Linked DNA regions of Hordeum vulgare: region 2 is linked to region 1. The links are chromatin contacts, called in public Hi-C maps. All regions are on one chromosome and are shown on one strand. The core of a region is the stretch at or near the end of the contact, and the rest is flanking DNA. Distances in the headings are between cores, read along the strand shown.

Region 1 (7,722 bases), core at 1,781-4,280:
AGGGGGGCTTGTTTAAGTTCAGTGCTGCCAAGCATACCAAAGTGATTCTGAAGCTTCAGCACACGAGCAGAAGACTTGATTTCACCAGAGAAATTATCAAAGCCAAGTACTTCTTGAGTATCAAAAAAGGTTTCAGGCTCATCAGGAGGAGATGCATTAATATTTCCTTGGGAAGTAACCTGGAACCTTTTCTGGGGTGTGTCCAGTGCAGTATCCATATCCCCATCCAACCAGTCCAAATGGTTGAAGATATCTAGCACTTTAGCAAACTCTTCAACACCAAGTCCTTGTTTATCTTGATGAGTCAAAGGCTCTGTCGTAACAAGCGAAGTAGTTGCATCCATGTCAGAAAAGATAACCTAGCATCAACACAAGTTGCAAGTAAAAAATCATGTACAAAAAGGAGGCTAGTTCTCAAGTTAATTTAAACACTTGCCTCAGCTCGAAAATCTTTAGGGAATTGATCTTTTGCATTCCATAACATGTCTATTTCATCGCGGCTGAGCATCAAGATGTTTGACCTGATGAAAGCGGTGTTGAACATGATCCGGAATACCATCTCCTCGCGATCTAGATCATCATACAAGTTGCTACACTCTATGACAACGTCACCTTGGACATGACATTGAAGGTTTATGTTCACCCTTTCATCTGCCTAAGTACATAAATGGTCAGTTTAAGAGCATTAAAAACTATATACTTCAGAAGATCATCAACATGATAGCCTATTAATGTGGCAATGCAGTAACAAGGTTTTACGCAACTTTCACGGCTTAGCGGCAAGGTCCCTAGAAAGCTATTGAAAGCTATCAACAATAGAATTTTAATACCATAATATAAAGAATAAAATGCATTGATACATGCCGAATTGAATAGCCATAACAAAAAATGTATCACATCAATCAAGTACTTTTTGACTAAGAAATATGGATGTTGGAGTATTGAAAAGGCATGGTTGAAGTCTCTTGATATTTTTCTTTTAGTTTAACCTTATAAGCGTGCTGAGAATGTTAAGAGGGGTCGTGGTAGACCAAACTTGACATGGGAGGAGTCCGTTAAGAGAGACCTGAAGGTTTGGAATATCGACAAAGGCTTAGCCATGGACAGGGGTGCATGGAAGTTAGCTATCCACGTTCTAGAGCCATGACTTGGTTTCGAGATCTTATGGGTTTCAACTCTAGCCTACCCCAACTTGTTTGGGACTGAAAGGCTTGGTTGTTGTTGTTGTTGTTGTTTAACCTTATAAGTAATGTTTTTGCCTTTTCGTAAAGTCGTATTTAAAAATTACCATACTAAACTATGATGAATATATCTATATAGAGTAGCGGAGCTATCGAGCGGAGGTAATTGAAGCTATCCCGCTAGTCGCTAGTAAATACAGTTATAGCTAGCTATTAAAATCCTTAGTGCAGTACTAACCATTGACAATTAAGGACATGCAGATTCACTTCAACTAGATTATCAGAAAATGAACAATTACCTGTGAATTAAAACGGACAAGATTACTAGTTTTGGGGGTTGAAAAAAGAACTTTGGGAGTCTGGTCATGGGGCATGAGTGGATCTGGACCATATATCCTGAATATCGGACAAAACCCACCTTGACCTTGGAAATCAGGAAGCATCCTCAAAGTCAGACAATCCAGTGTGAGGGCTCTATCAGCAGGAGGCCACTCAGGCATGACATTCCTCATCGAAATATAGCGCAAGTATCTAATTTGAGAAGGCATGGGATTTAGTGGTGAAAACATCTCCAAGAACTCCGCAGATGATTGCTTGTATAGCATATCCAGTGTTTTTTGCTCATCTGAATACTGGCCCAGGTACAACAAAAGAGCAGATAGCATGAAAGCCAGAATAGGCCAGCATCCTTGTTCACAGTGCATTATGAGTAAGTTCTGCTGACCCAGAGACAGCCAGCTTTCGCTGGACTTCAAGATGCAGTGGACCATTTCGATGGTGAGAATTGGACACCCCTCGTAGTGGCCCGGGTAGTCCAAAACAGTCATGCCATACTCGGATAAAATGTGGTACAAACGGCTTTCCTCCGTCCGAGTCCCGAAGTTGGCGACCATGAACGAGTGATCATGAAAATCTTCTAGAAGATGCGCTGCGATGCCCCTGGTGTGTGCCTCGAACTGGTCCTCTTCCGGCGCATCCAAGGAGAAGCAATGATCGAAGACTGAAACGGATACAAGCGACATGTGTCAGCCATGCTGCTGCTCAACTCTGTTCTGAATTCAAATGGCTATTTTAGCAACTGAAAACAAAGTGAACGCTATATAACTAAAACATACGTGTGTGCTAAAATGGAGGAAATGCTCGAATTGAATTTCTTCACAAATCAGCATTTGAACCATGCTCAGTTGCTTATACTACTAGTTGGGAGGTGCAATCAGCAACAGATCAACCAAACTGAAACCTATTTCCTCCACTACTAAAACGGCCAGCGGGTGTAAAAATGCAGTCGTCTGCTGCACGCAACCAGACCAACGGCAGCGCAGAGGAAAGCAGCTCCATCTCCATTTACCGTATACGTTGTCCGTGATGAGGAGCACCCCGTCGGGCGGCTTCTTGAAGAAGAACTTCCGGAACAGCGCCATGGCCCCGCCCTACTCACCAGCGAGCCCCTCCAATCCCCGCACCGATCTTATCCGGAAGCGCGAGCTCCCTCCAGCAGCGGATTCGGGCCGCCTACTCGCGGAGGAGCCTAGGCCGGCGCTATACGCGCCGAGAGCTGCTCGGCCTCGAGATTCAGGCCGCTGGCCGCTGGCCGCGGCGATACGGCGGGAGAATCGCAGACGAGGGGGGCGACCGCGGCCTGCTCGTCGGAATCTTTCCACGGAGAGCTCCGGGTTGCTCGACGAGCACGGCACGGAGAAGAGGGGTCGCTTCGGTGGATTTGGGCGGTGATTCGGCGAGGGAATGGCGAGAGGAGAAGGTCGGCGAGGAGGAGGAGGAGGAGGAGAGGGAGGCAGGAAGACGACCAGAAGCGATGTGCGTTTGACTAAATTTATTATTATTATTTATAATTAATTGTTTTCCGGCGCAGCTGTTAATCTCTCCTCTGTTTATATGTATGTTTCTTTTACTCTGCCCCCTTGCTTTTGAGAGTTTTCCACTTTCCTGCATCTTCTCTGTTAAAAATGGAGTGGTTTTTAATTTATCGTCTTGATTAAAAATGCTGCCGGGCCACATATATGTCATGATGGATTTGTTTCATTTAAAAAAATGGAAAATTTTTATAAAATATCTACTTGTTGGGTCAACTTCATGCGTAATCATCGTTTGCAATTAAGGCCAAAGTGCATGCGTAAGAGCTGTCTTTTAATGAGATCAGCTGCTGCTAGTCAGAATGGCCCAGGAATAGGCAACAAAGAAAATCAGAACCGGTAAAAGGGTGGTAGCGTTATTAAACCGCTGACCGTCATCGTCTTGGTTTGTGTTGCGTTAAGAGCACAACGTCGGTTTACCGTGGCGGGGGAGGAGTAGCCGTCAGTTGCTTTCACGCACAATTCTACGGAGTACTCCTGCAAGTTAACTTGCTAAATCTTTTGGGTGCTCTGATTTGTACGCTAGATCAAAGCGGTGACAAGGAGGATTTAAAAAATCATCACGGGATAAAACAAATGGAATGGAATGATGTGGAGCGAGTGGTGGGCGATTCGGCCGGGGGATTCCGTCCCCCGGTGGGGCCGGCGCGCGGGTTGGTATAGTTGGCGTTTGCCACCAATTGAGGTGGTGTTTTTGATTTTTTTTAGTCCTGAGGACCGAAGAAAAAAGTTCCTTTAATAGAGGTTTTTTTTTAGTCCCTTAGGTCTTGTTTGGTACTATTGTATTTTAAGAAATTAGTGGGGATTGTACTGGTCAAACCCTTAAATCCCACATATACCATAACACCATTTGGTTCTAGTGTATTTGACATGCTTCACCCCCACATTTCCTCACAGATCCCTAAATTCTAGTGATTTTTCTCAATACACAATACACTATCCCTACCTAGTGGATTGGGAATAAATGGGGATTTGAAGGGATTGGGTAAAGGTTAGGATTTCATCCAATCCCTGTAGGGATTATTTCCACCAATCTCCTTAAAAACCCTAGTATCAAACAAGGCCTTAAGGAAAAGTCTCTCATGTTTCTTTATCTAGGGTGTGTTCAGTTTGAGGATAAGGTGTCATGGGATGGGTTGATTCCGTCCCTGGCAGCCCATCCTCGTGTTCACTTGTGTTTTCATCCGGAACCGGACCGTCCGCATGCAATGGATATTCCTTGAAGATGCTTCATCTACCGATGCCTGGAAAACGTTGGAACCGGCTCGTTATTCATCGATTAAACGCAAAAAAAAAAAACAAAGCCTCACCGCTCACCCCCTCACCCCCGAGAACGTCCCACCCACGAACCCTATCCTCTCCCTCTCCCTCCCAGCCGCCGCTCTCCCCTCCCAGCCGCCGCTCTTCCGTCCCAGCCGCCCTCCCAGCCGCCGCTCTCCACCGACGGTGAGACGACGGCCACCGGCGGGGAAAGAACCGCGCCGACCCCATCTTCGTCGAGCTGCAGCAGGCCCTTCTCCTCCCAGCCCGACTCGCCGCGCCGACCCCATCTTCGTCGAGCTGCAGCAGGCCCTTCTCCTCCCAGCCCGACTCGCCGCGCCGACCCCATCTTCGTCGAGCTGCAGCAGGCCCTCCTCCTCCCAGCCCAACCTGCCGCGCCGACCCCATCTTCGTCGAGCTGCAGCAGGCCCTCCTCCTCCCAGCCCGACCCGCCGCGCCGACCCCATCTTCGTCGAGCTGCAGCAGGCCCTCCTCCTCCCAGCCCAACCCGCCGCGCCGACCCCATCTTCGTCGAGCTGCAGCAGGCCCTCCTCCTCCCAGCCCGACCCGCCGCGCCGACCCCATCTTCGTCGAGCTGCAGCAGCCCCTCCTCCTCCTGAAGGTATGCATCTTGTTGGCCAGCACCATCCCTCCACTTTTCTTGTACTAGGAAAAGATAGGCTTCTTGCTGCTGTTATGTTTGATAGAGTCCATGCATTGTAGATGGTCAAGAGGGTGAATAGAAGGAAGAGGATGATTAGGGGTGCTGTTGTTTTTGTGGTTCTTGCTGCAGTGGCGGTAATTGTTCGTGCCATAATAAGGAAGAGGAGAGCTTGCATTTCCTATGGCCCTATGCATGAAAGAGACCGGCAAAGATTTGATTATCTAAGTAGCAAAATTTGGCAGTGTGATGTGAAGTGTAAAAACATGTTGAGGTTTGAGAGAGCTCCTTTCTTTCATTTGTGTGACATATTGAGGGATCGCAAGTTGCTCAAACCGACTATACATTTAGATGTGGAGCAACAAGTGGCAATTTTTTTGCATACTATTGGACATAACCTTCGGAATAGGGTTGTGGCAACAAACTTTTGTAGATCATTTGGGACAATTAGCATCTACTTTAGACGTGTCCTTCATGCCATAGGTCAGCTGCGTAATGATTATATCAGGCCCCCTTCATTGGAGATCCCAACAAAAATAGAAGGAAATCATCGGTTTGACCCATATTTCAAGGTATTTAAAAAAACTATTCCTTAGCTATTTAGAATATAAATCAGGCCATTTACTATTTTGTCAATATATAGGATTGCATTGGAGCTATTGATGGTACCCATGTGCGAGCATCGGTTACAAAGGATGTTGAAGCCTCTTTTCGTGGTAGGAAGGGATTCACCACTCAAAATGTGATGGCAGCGGTAGATTTTGACCTCCGCTTCACATATGTGTTGGCTGGTTGGGAGGGGACAGCCCATGATGCGACTGTTTTAGCTGATGCATTAGCACGTGAGAGAGGGTTACAAGTGCCAGAAGGTAAGAGATTGCCTTATATTTGTCCATATATTAGTGCAAGCCTTATCACCATTTTTCTTTCTCTTTTTAGGAAAATTCTACCTAGTTGATGCGGGATATGGAGCCAAACCCGGTTTCTTGCCACCTTTCCGTGCCGTGAGATACCATTTGAACGAGTGGGGCAACAATCCAGTTCAAAATGAAAAGGAGTTGTTCAATCTGAGACACTCATCACTACGGGTGACGGTAGAGCGAGCTTTCGGATCTCTCAAGAGACGATTCAAAATTTTAGATGATGCCAAACCATTCTTTCTATTTCCGGTACAAGTAGACATTGTCATAGCTTGTTGCATCCTTCATAATTATGCACTATCTCAAGGGACTGATGAATTCATTATGCCGGAGGTGACGTGGACCACCCAACCAGTTCGAACACAAAGGCAACAAGCAAGTGACCATAGGGCCACGATTGACCGTAGGCAACAAATTGCTACACAAATGTGGGTGGATAGGCAGGCCATGTATGGAAATTGAGTAGTATGGCATATTACATGTCAAAACCATGTATCTTTGAGTTTATGTAATGGCTCGATAATTGCACCATTTGTTCTGTTGAAACAATCTATTATTATGGCTGGACAGAATTTTATTTACTATATTTGATACATTTTCATGGCTGGACAAAATTTTATTTACTATATTTCATACATTTTCATGGCTGGACAGAATTTTACTTACTATATTTGATACATTTTCATGGCTGGACAGAAATGGACACCATTGATCTCTCGGAAGCAAGTGCAACCACTGCTGGAAGTGGACAAGCTGTGTGGACCAACTCCATGACCACCATGATGCTAGGCTTCTTGGCTAACCTAGTTGCTGATGGCAAGAGGACTTCAAGTGGGTTCAAGATGATGCATCACAACCAATGTGCTGCAGCTTTGAACGAACACTTCAAGCTAGTGATCACCGGCGGCCAGGTTTACAACCATCTTAAGAAGTGGAGGAAGATTTGGGGCAGGCTGGTCACATTGAAGAATTTAAGTGGAGCTTTATGGGATGAGGATACTTGTACTATCAGGCTGAGCGATGATCACTATGCAGGTCATTGCAAGGTAAGCTTTGATGCATGAAGATTTGACATGGCCTTCTTAAACAATTTTTGTACTATCAGGCTAATCATTTGAACAATTTTTGTAGGATCACAAATCTGACGTGGCCTTCTTGAATACCCCAATTGAGCACTACCATGCGATGGAGACAATTTTCATGCAAAAAACTGCTACAGGAAAGAATGCAAGGTCTGGTAATGATGACCTTTCCATTGACATAGAAGATGATGACAATGGTGAGGTGAACATGTCACCAAATGTTGGTGAGTCCTCAAATCCCAATGAACGAGCAAAAAAGAAGGCTAAGGTGGTGAAAAATAAGGATGATCCGTTGATGACAACTCTTCAAGATGGGTTCAAACTTGTAGCTGCAGCTCTTGTGAAGTCTGCTGGAGATGACGATACTATACCTGATGACCTTTGGGAAGTTGTCTCCGGCATTATTGGATTTGCTGAAGGATACCTTGCTCACTACTATGCCCATCTTGTGGACAATCCCAAGATAGCAAGAGCTTTCATGTCGCTCAGCGACTCTAACCGGTTGATTTGGGTGAGTAGGTATGTGACGAAGAACTTCACATGATGCATTTATTGTATGGACTAGCGTGAGATGATGAACTTGTATCCAACTTTAATTAGGAGAGCTTTTGGATGACTAGCATGTGAACCATATGTATGGATTGTAATGAACAATATTTCTTTTCGATGATGACCTTGTGATACGGTTGCATCTTATGGTATTTCTATTGAAAATCTGTTATATATGCTATTATATATTTGTTTGAC
Region 2 (7,722 bases), core at 3,893-6,392, 40 kb after region 1:
GCAAAGATGTTTTCGATAAGATCAAACAGTTGACTATGATGATACTTTCTCACTCGTAGCGATGCTAAAAGTCTGTTAGAATTATGTTAGTTGTTGATGCATTATTTATGAAATATTGCACGTAGGATGTCAAAACATTGTTTTCTCGACGGTTTCCTTGAGCAAACATTGTATGTGATACAACCAGAAGGTTTTGTCGATCCTAAAGATACTAGCAAGTATGCAAGCTCCAGTGATCCTTCAATGGACTGGTGCAAGCATCTCGGAGTTGGAATATACACTTTGATGAGATGATCAAAGATTTTGGGTTTTTACAAGGTTTATGAGAAACTTGTATTTCCAAAGAAGTGAGTGGGAGCACTATAGAATTTCTGATAGGTATATGTGGTTGACATGTTGTGGATCAGAAGTAATGTAGAATTTCTGTAAAGCATACAAGGTTGTTTGAAAGAAGTTTTCAAAGGAGTACCTGGATTACGCTACTTGAACGTTGAGCATCAAAGATCTATGGAGATAGATCGAAAGCGCTTAATAGAAGTTTCAACAAGATGCATGCCTTGACAAGTTTTTGAAAGAGTTCAAAATAGACCAGCAAAGAAGGAGTTCTTGGTTGCGTTGTGAGGTGTGAATTTGAGTAAGACTCAAAACCCGACCACGGCAGAATAAAGAGAATAGACGAAGGTCGTCTTCTATGCCTTAGCCGTAGAATCTAAAGTATGCCATGCTGTGTACCGCACCTGAAGTGTGCCTTGACTCAAAGTATGTTGAGAGGTACAGAGAGTGATCCATGATTGAATCACTAGCAGCGGTCGAAATTTATCCTTAGTAACTAATGGACTAAGGAATTTTTCTCGATTATGGAGGTGGTTAAAGAGTTTGTCGTAAAGGGTTACGTCAATGCAAGCTTTGACACTAATCCGGATAACTATGAGTAGTGAAACGGATTCGTATAGTAGAGTAGATATTTGGAGCATTTCCGAATAGCACGTAGTAGCAGCATCTATAAGATGACATAAAGATTTGTAAAGAACGCACGAATCTGAAAGTTTCAGAACCGTTGACTAAAACCTCTCTCACGAGCAAGACGTGATCAGACCCCATAACTATATGGGTGTTTGATTCGTTGGAATCACATGGTGATGTGAACTAGATTATTGACTCTAGTGCAAGTGGGAGACTGTTGGAAATATGCCCTAGAGGCAATAATAAATTAGTTATTATTATATTTCTTAGTTCATGATAATCGTTTATTATCCATGCTATAATTGTATTGATTGGAAACACAATACTTGTGTGGATACATAGACAAAACACTGTCCCTAGTAAGCCTCTAGTTGACTAGCTCGTTGATCAAAGATGGTCAAGGTTTCCTGGCCATAGGCAAGTGTTTTCACTTGATAACGGGATCACATCATTAGGAGAATCATGTGATGGACTAGACCCAAACTAATAGACGTAGCATGTTGATCGTGTCATTTTGTTGCTACTGTTTTCTGCGTGTCAGGTATTTGTTCCTATGACCATGAGATCATATAACTCACGGACACCGGAGGAATGCTTTGTGTGTATCAAACGTCGCAACGTAACTGGGTGACTATAAAGATGCTCTACAGGTATCTCCGAAGGTGTTCGTTGAGTTAGTATAGATCGAGACTGGGATTTGTCACTCCGTGTGACGGAGAGGTATCTCGGGGCCCACTCGGTAATACAACATCACACACAAACCTTGCAAGCAATGTAACTTAATGTAAGTTGCGGGATCTTGTATTACGGAACGAGTAAAGAGACTTGCCGGTAAACGAGATTGAAATAGGTATGCGGATACTAACGATCGAATCTCGGGCAAGTAACATACCGAAGGACAAAGGGAATGACATACGGGATTATATGAATCCTTGGCACTGAGGTTCAAACGATAAGATCTTCGTAGAATATGTAGGATCCAATATGGGCATCCAGGTCCCGCTATTGGATATTGACCGAGGAGTCTCTCAGGTCATGTCTACATAGTTCTCGAACCCGCAGGGTCTGCACACTTAAGGTTCGACGTTGTTTTATGCGTATTTGAGTTATATGGTTGGTTACCGAATGTTGTTCGGAGTCCCGGATGAGATCACGGATGTCACGAGGGTTTCCGGAATGGTCCGGAAACGAAGATTGATATATAGGATGACCTCATTTGGTTACCGGAAGGTTTTCGTGCATTACCGGAAAAGTTTCGGGCTCATCGGTAGTGTACCGGGAGTGCCGGGAGGGGTGCCGGGGACCACCGGGAGGGGTGTCACGCCCCAAGGGGTCTCATGGGCTATGGGAAGAGATAAACCAGCCCCTAGTGGGCTGGAATAAGTTCCCACTAAGGCCCATAAGGTTTGAGAAGGAAAAAACACAAGGTGGAAAGAGTTTCCAAGTGGGAAGGTGGAATCCTACTCCAAGTAGGATTGGAGTAGGACTCCTCCACCTCCAATTTCGGCCAAACCTTTAGGTTTTGAGGCTGCCTCCTCCCCTCCCTCCCACCTATATATACGGAGGTTTTAGGGCTGATTTGAGACGACTTTTCCACGGCAGCCCGACCACATACCTCCACGGTTTTTCCTCTAGATCGCGTTTCTGCGGAGCTCGGGCGGAGCCGTGCTGAGACAAGGTCATCACCAACCTCCGGAGCGCCGTCACGCTGCCGGAGAACTCTTCTACCTCTCCGTCTCTCTTGCTGGATCAAGAAGGCCGAGATCATCGTCGAGCTGTACGTGTGCTGAACGCGGAGGTGCCGTCCGTTCGGTACTAGATCGTGGGACTGATCGCGGGATTGTTCGCGGGGCGGATCAAGGGACGTGAGGACGTTCCACTACATCAACCGCGTTCACTAACGCTTCTGCTGTACGATCTACAAGGGTACGTAGACCACTCATCCCCTCTCGTAGATGGACATCACCATGATAGGTCTTTGTGCGCGTAGGAAAATTTTTGTTTCCCATGCGACGTTCCCCAACACTAGTGTAGCATAGATTTCTAAGTGGAAGTTCAACTTAAGAGTCTCCACTGTAATATCGGTATATAAAACATTGTTTTGGAACCAAAGGCAATTTTGTGTGCCTCTGGGATCTGGTGGGGGATTGCTGGAATTTTGTGTATATATGGGCCAGCCCAATATGTAATTTCAGAAATTCCTAATAAATCCTAGAGGCCCACGCAGCCCATTTGTGCAAGGAAAGAGGTGGAAATGTTTAGTCCCACATCGCTAGTTTAGTGGGAGTTGGACCTCTTTATAAGGGAGGATGTTTTCACACATGTATGAGCTTGAGAACAAGAGAGACATACACGCGCGCTCCTCCTCCTCCGCCGCCCGCCGCGCCGCGGGTTGCGGGAATGAGCCGAGCCGAACTAAATTTTTGTCACGCAAGACTGGTATATGAAAGGCCATTCGGGAAAAGCTGAACGTTTTCACGTTCTTCCTCATGCCGTCCTGCGGCGTGCACCGTTCGTCGGGACAGTAGGCCTCCGAAACTCCATCTCTTCGAGTCCTGTACGGGAGAAGGGCGATAAGGTTTTTGGGAAGCGCTCAGCGCGACTACTGGCTTCCATCACGGACTCCGACGATCTCTTCCCGAACGACGACTTCTTCCCCGACGTCGACCACCTCTTCGGTACTATGGCCAACGACAACGCCAACACCAATGCTCCTGCTGCTGCAACTCAGTACATACTTTTGTGCTTCTTCTTTGAATTCCTATCACACCTTTTTGCTATAGCTTCTCTGCTACATATGTTCCGTTTCTACTCATTACTCCATATGGTACCTTATCTTTGTAGAACGGTTTTACTATGCTCTTTTCTGGATCCTACATGTGCATGTCTTGTGTCTTCTCATCTCTATATAGCTTGCCTTCTTTCGTTGTTGTTATATTGGTTATGTTTTTCCTAGTTTTTTCTGTAATAAAATCCTATGGTAAATTGCTCATATTTTCAACAAGTCGCACGTACGTGCATGCATGTTGCCGGTTGTATCGTACTCCCTCCGTTTCTAAATATAAGTCTTTTAAGCGATTTCACTAAAGGTCTACATACGGAGCAAAATGATTGAATCTATATTCTAAAGTATGTCTATATACATCTGTATGTAGTCCACTAGTGAAATCTCTAAAAATACTTATATTTAAAAACGGAGGGAGTATATCAAAGTATTATATTCGTGTCTTCTTTCCAGTAGACTTACTCTCACGCACAACCCTTTCTTTTTAGATACACATACAACCCAATTGTCAAGTGTATCACGCCTCATACTTGTTCGTGAGCTTCATTTTTTCTTTCCTTTCACTGTTCCTCCAGTGTTGTCCATATATAGACAGCAGCAGAGTGCAGAGCTACAACTTTGAACCATCTACAATACCTATATCTAGTACTTACACAAAAATTTAGGTATGGCAGCAGCCAAATCATGTCAAATACCTGGATCCGCACCTGCACGCAGCAAGGCACATGTCGTTGTGGCACGTCGACCGGGGGACGTCCCCGTGCTGTCTTGGACCAAGAGTTGTCGCCTCCCATCGACAAAGTTGGAGAGGAACGGCAGATCCACCACCTTCGGACCGACATCCTCGCTTCAGAAAAACCACCTTGCCCCGGCCGCCAACGCCGTCGCGAATAACCACGAACGCTAGCGACAGACCGAGAAACTGATCTCGCCAGATCTGAAGAACGGCGAGAAGACCAAGCCACCGATCTGAAGGACCGAGCAGCACACGTTGCCATCAACTCCAAGACGCCGCCGTGAAGGTCGCCGTCAGTGTGGGAATAGAGTTGAGGCAGATTTATTTGCCCGAACGCCGTTCCCACCACCCCAACGGCGTTCCAAGAAAACACTAGACCAACCCTAACAACAAACCGACGTCGCAGCGCCGTGGTCCCCACCTCCTCACGTCCCCGGAGTGGGCAACGGAAGAGGCAGGGACCGGTGGCGCTGTGGCAGTTCCTGGCGATCCCCTTCTCTAGGGGGAGCGGTTCAGGGTGGAGTGTTGTCTCGGTAGTTGGTTGATTGGGATGGTGGTTAACCGGTTATCCAAAGCTGGCTCATGCACTCTGTTTTGTTATAAGTCCACGAGCTTCTGCTGCGCTCAACGGGGTCGGGAGCACGTTAAGTGTCTGCGAGTTTTTTTTTTTTTTGCGGGTTCTGAGAGGGGGTTTTCTTTCCTACTACTTACAAAGGTGTCCTTACAAATATTGCAAAATACATCCAAATCACGTGGGGTGCCAAGGCCTTCTTCCTTTTGCGTCCATCGACGACGCGGAGTGACTCGTGAGGAAAGCTAGTTGCCGCCTACGGTCCTTACAGAGCAAACTTGTTAAAACTCAGAAGCTTATGGAAGGAGTAGCCAAATGCCATTGATGTAGACCGGAAGACTCCAACGATTTCGATTTGAGATTGCCGCCTCGGAGAAAAAAATGACGAAGAAGGCGTGCAGAACGTTCAAGGTCTGGCCACACGGAGTTGCAAACTGCAAAATCCACCGCCCTCTGATGAGACTGCATGCTCGGATGCATGACAACGTTGCTATTTCAACGTCAATGATAAAATAGATAAATGACATCAACATAACCAATTTTAATATGTAAGACACATTTGACACGAAAAGATAGTGGGTAAACCAATATTCCAATGTTTCGTTGACAATCTCGTTGTGTAAAATTTAAATACACTAGATTTGTTTGTTTGTTAATACCTTATCAATATTGTCATTGTATGATGGCAAACGGTATTTTGTAGTATATTCTCATTACTATATGTACCACTGATTATTCAAATTTTAAGTTCTTCTCTCAACCAAAAAAATTATTTAAGAATTTTTAATATGGATGCCAGTTTTAATATTTCTATCCATAATTTATACATATCTATATCTCATAGATAATCATGTGTTAATATGAGATCTTTGTGGCGCATGATACATTCAGATTTTCTTATTACTTTCATAATTTATATGTTTTTAAAGATGCATTTATAGCTATTTTTTCTCTTTGTTCTAAGCACAAAATGAAGACATGCATATGTACTATATATATGCAGATATGTATTAGCAATGCATGTAATTCACAAATTGAATGCGAGACAGGCAATGTAGTGTATATTTAAAAAATCGCATTATGCATATGCAAAATAATAATTGACTTTCCAGATTATTCAACACTTATACATCATGACACCCCTACTTTATACCTGGCCACATTTGATGCAGGTGAATCTGGTTCGCTCCTCTAAAACACAAACGGGTGGAGTGTGCTCATGGCTAGTCATGAGTTCAAAGGGCAAAAAATCAAGTCACACATTAAAAAAACTCCATGATAGATTTTACTTGCTTGTGGATTTGGAGAACCAACGATGAACAACATTACAAAGATAAATCATTGTGTTTCCTATTCACTAAAGGCTCTTTGATGGCGAGTTTACAAATTAACACACCAACATGATCTACTTTAGACAATGATGTGTACACGTCATCTTAGGCTGCATCGACCATTAATCCATTATTATCATAGTTAGATTGTAGTCTTCTCGGAACATGAAGCCCAAAGGAACGTGATGGAGGTTGTACTTGATAATTAGCCTTTTTTATATGATAAAAGCGAGTGTACTTTGATGCCCGGGGTGGATGGAGGGAGACATGGCGACACTAACCATCACGAAGATCGATCCCCACTTAGGGCGCAGTCGATCTCGCGTCATACCTCGCAACACTTGGTTTGAGGTTCCTTTGTGGTGTGATGTTGGCCCTATGGGTGGGAGAATGCACTTGATGGTGATGGGGAGTTTGGGACATCGATCAGTTAGAGAAATCGCAAACACCGGCCATATGTAGGAGAGCAGGATTGAAGGGGAGGTGGAGTCACCGGCCGTGTACACGAGCCGAGCCAGATGTTTTTTTAATTCATCGACAAAATATTTTATTCATGGAGTTTTGTGGGTCATCAAATGGATTCCGTCTTTTTTCCTTTTTACTGGTAGAGTTTTTTTTTCAACGGACGCTATCTTTTCTTCTTAAGGAATGAGTGGATGTTTTATTAACAATGTTGGAGGTGTCACATGACAATTTTTGGACGGCATCATCTATGCTCGGCAAGTTTTCTCTTTTTTTTTCTATCATACATTTACATCAGTGGTGTAGTTAGTTCATATGACATGGATATAAATTTACATCAGTGGTCAATGATTAGTGAGAAGGCTTGAAAGGTCTGGCCATATGCAGGAGCCAATGGAGATGTTCTCTCTTTTTCATGGACATATTTTTTCGATTATTTAATGGGGAGTGATATGCGCCGGCGCACCGGCCCAAACTTTCGGCCGGCCGCACGCGGACCGCACGATCCATCAACCCCCGCGCGTCCGCATCGTTGGATCCGCATGCAACATTTTTTCTCGTATGCAGCAAAATTTCGATACGATGCAACAATTTTTTTAACGGTTGTAACAAAAAACAAAATTTGTAGCAAAAAAATATCTACATGATCGTAGAAAAAACGAATCTGATGGTACGTGGTAACAAAAGTCAAACGCCGGTTGTAACAAATATTTACGTGATGTGTATGCAACTTTTTTAGTGAACGATTGCAGCAAAACATGATGCCGGTTGTAGCAAAAATTAACACGGTTGTAACAAAAGTAAAAAACATCGATTGTAATGAAAAATCCAACGAACTGAAGTTGCAACCAGACGTATATGCAACTTTTATACT

The links. Hi-C and Micro-C count contacts between places; a contact is called where the count stands out from the background.
Region 2: a contact with region 1 is called in a Hi-C map of leaf, with 3 times the contacts expected there. The contact joins the enhancer-like site here to the promoter of LOC123401609 in region 1. A contact is called at or near these places in 2 of 6 Hi-C or Micro-C datasets (leaf and seedling).

What each region holds. Positions count from the first base shown.
Region 1 is chr6H:538,641,671-538,649,392 of MorexV3_pseudomolecules_assembly, forward strand. It overlaps LOC123401609 (formin-like protein 7), which reads right to left and starts at 3,031. Exons shown (of 16, transcript XM_045095440.1): 1 at 2,530-3,031; 2 at 1,481-2,181; 3 at 437-655; 4 at 1-359. The coding sequence starts at 2,602. LOC123405802 reads left to right here and starts at 4,826. Exons shown (of 4, transcript XM_045099350.1): 1 at 4,826-4,934; 2 at 6,590-6,939; 3 at 7,025-7,486. The coding sequence starts at 6,592.
Region 2 is chr6H:538,679,234-538,686,955 of MorexV3_pseudomolecules_assembly, forward strand. No RefSeq gene overlaps it. Among protein-coding and RNA genes, the nearest start is that of LOC123405802, 37 kb to the left of the region's middle. Within about 2 kb of position 5,143, at least 1 of the 3 cell types and tissues checked has open chromatin away from gene starts, as enhancers often do. A contact at or near this core is called in leaf, where this site is marked.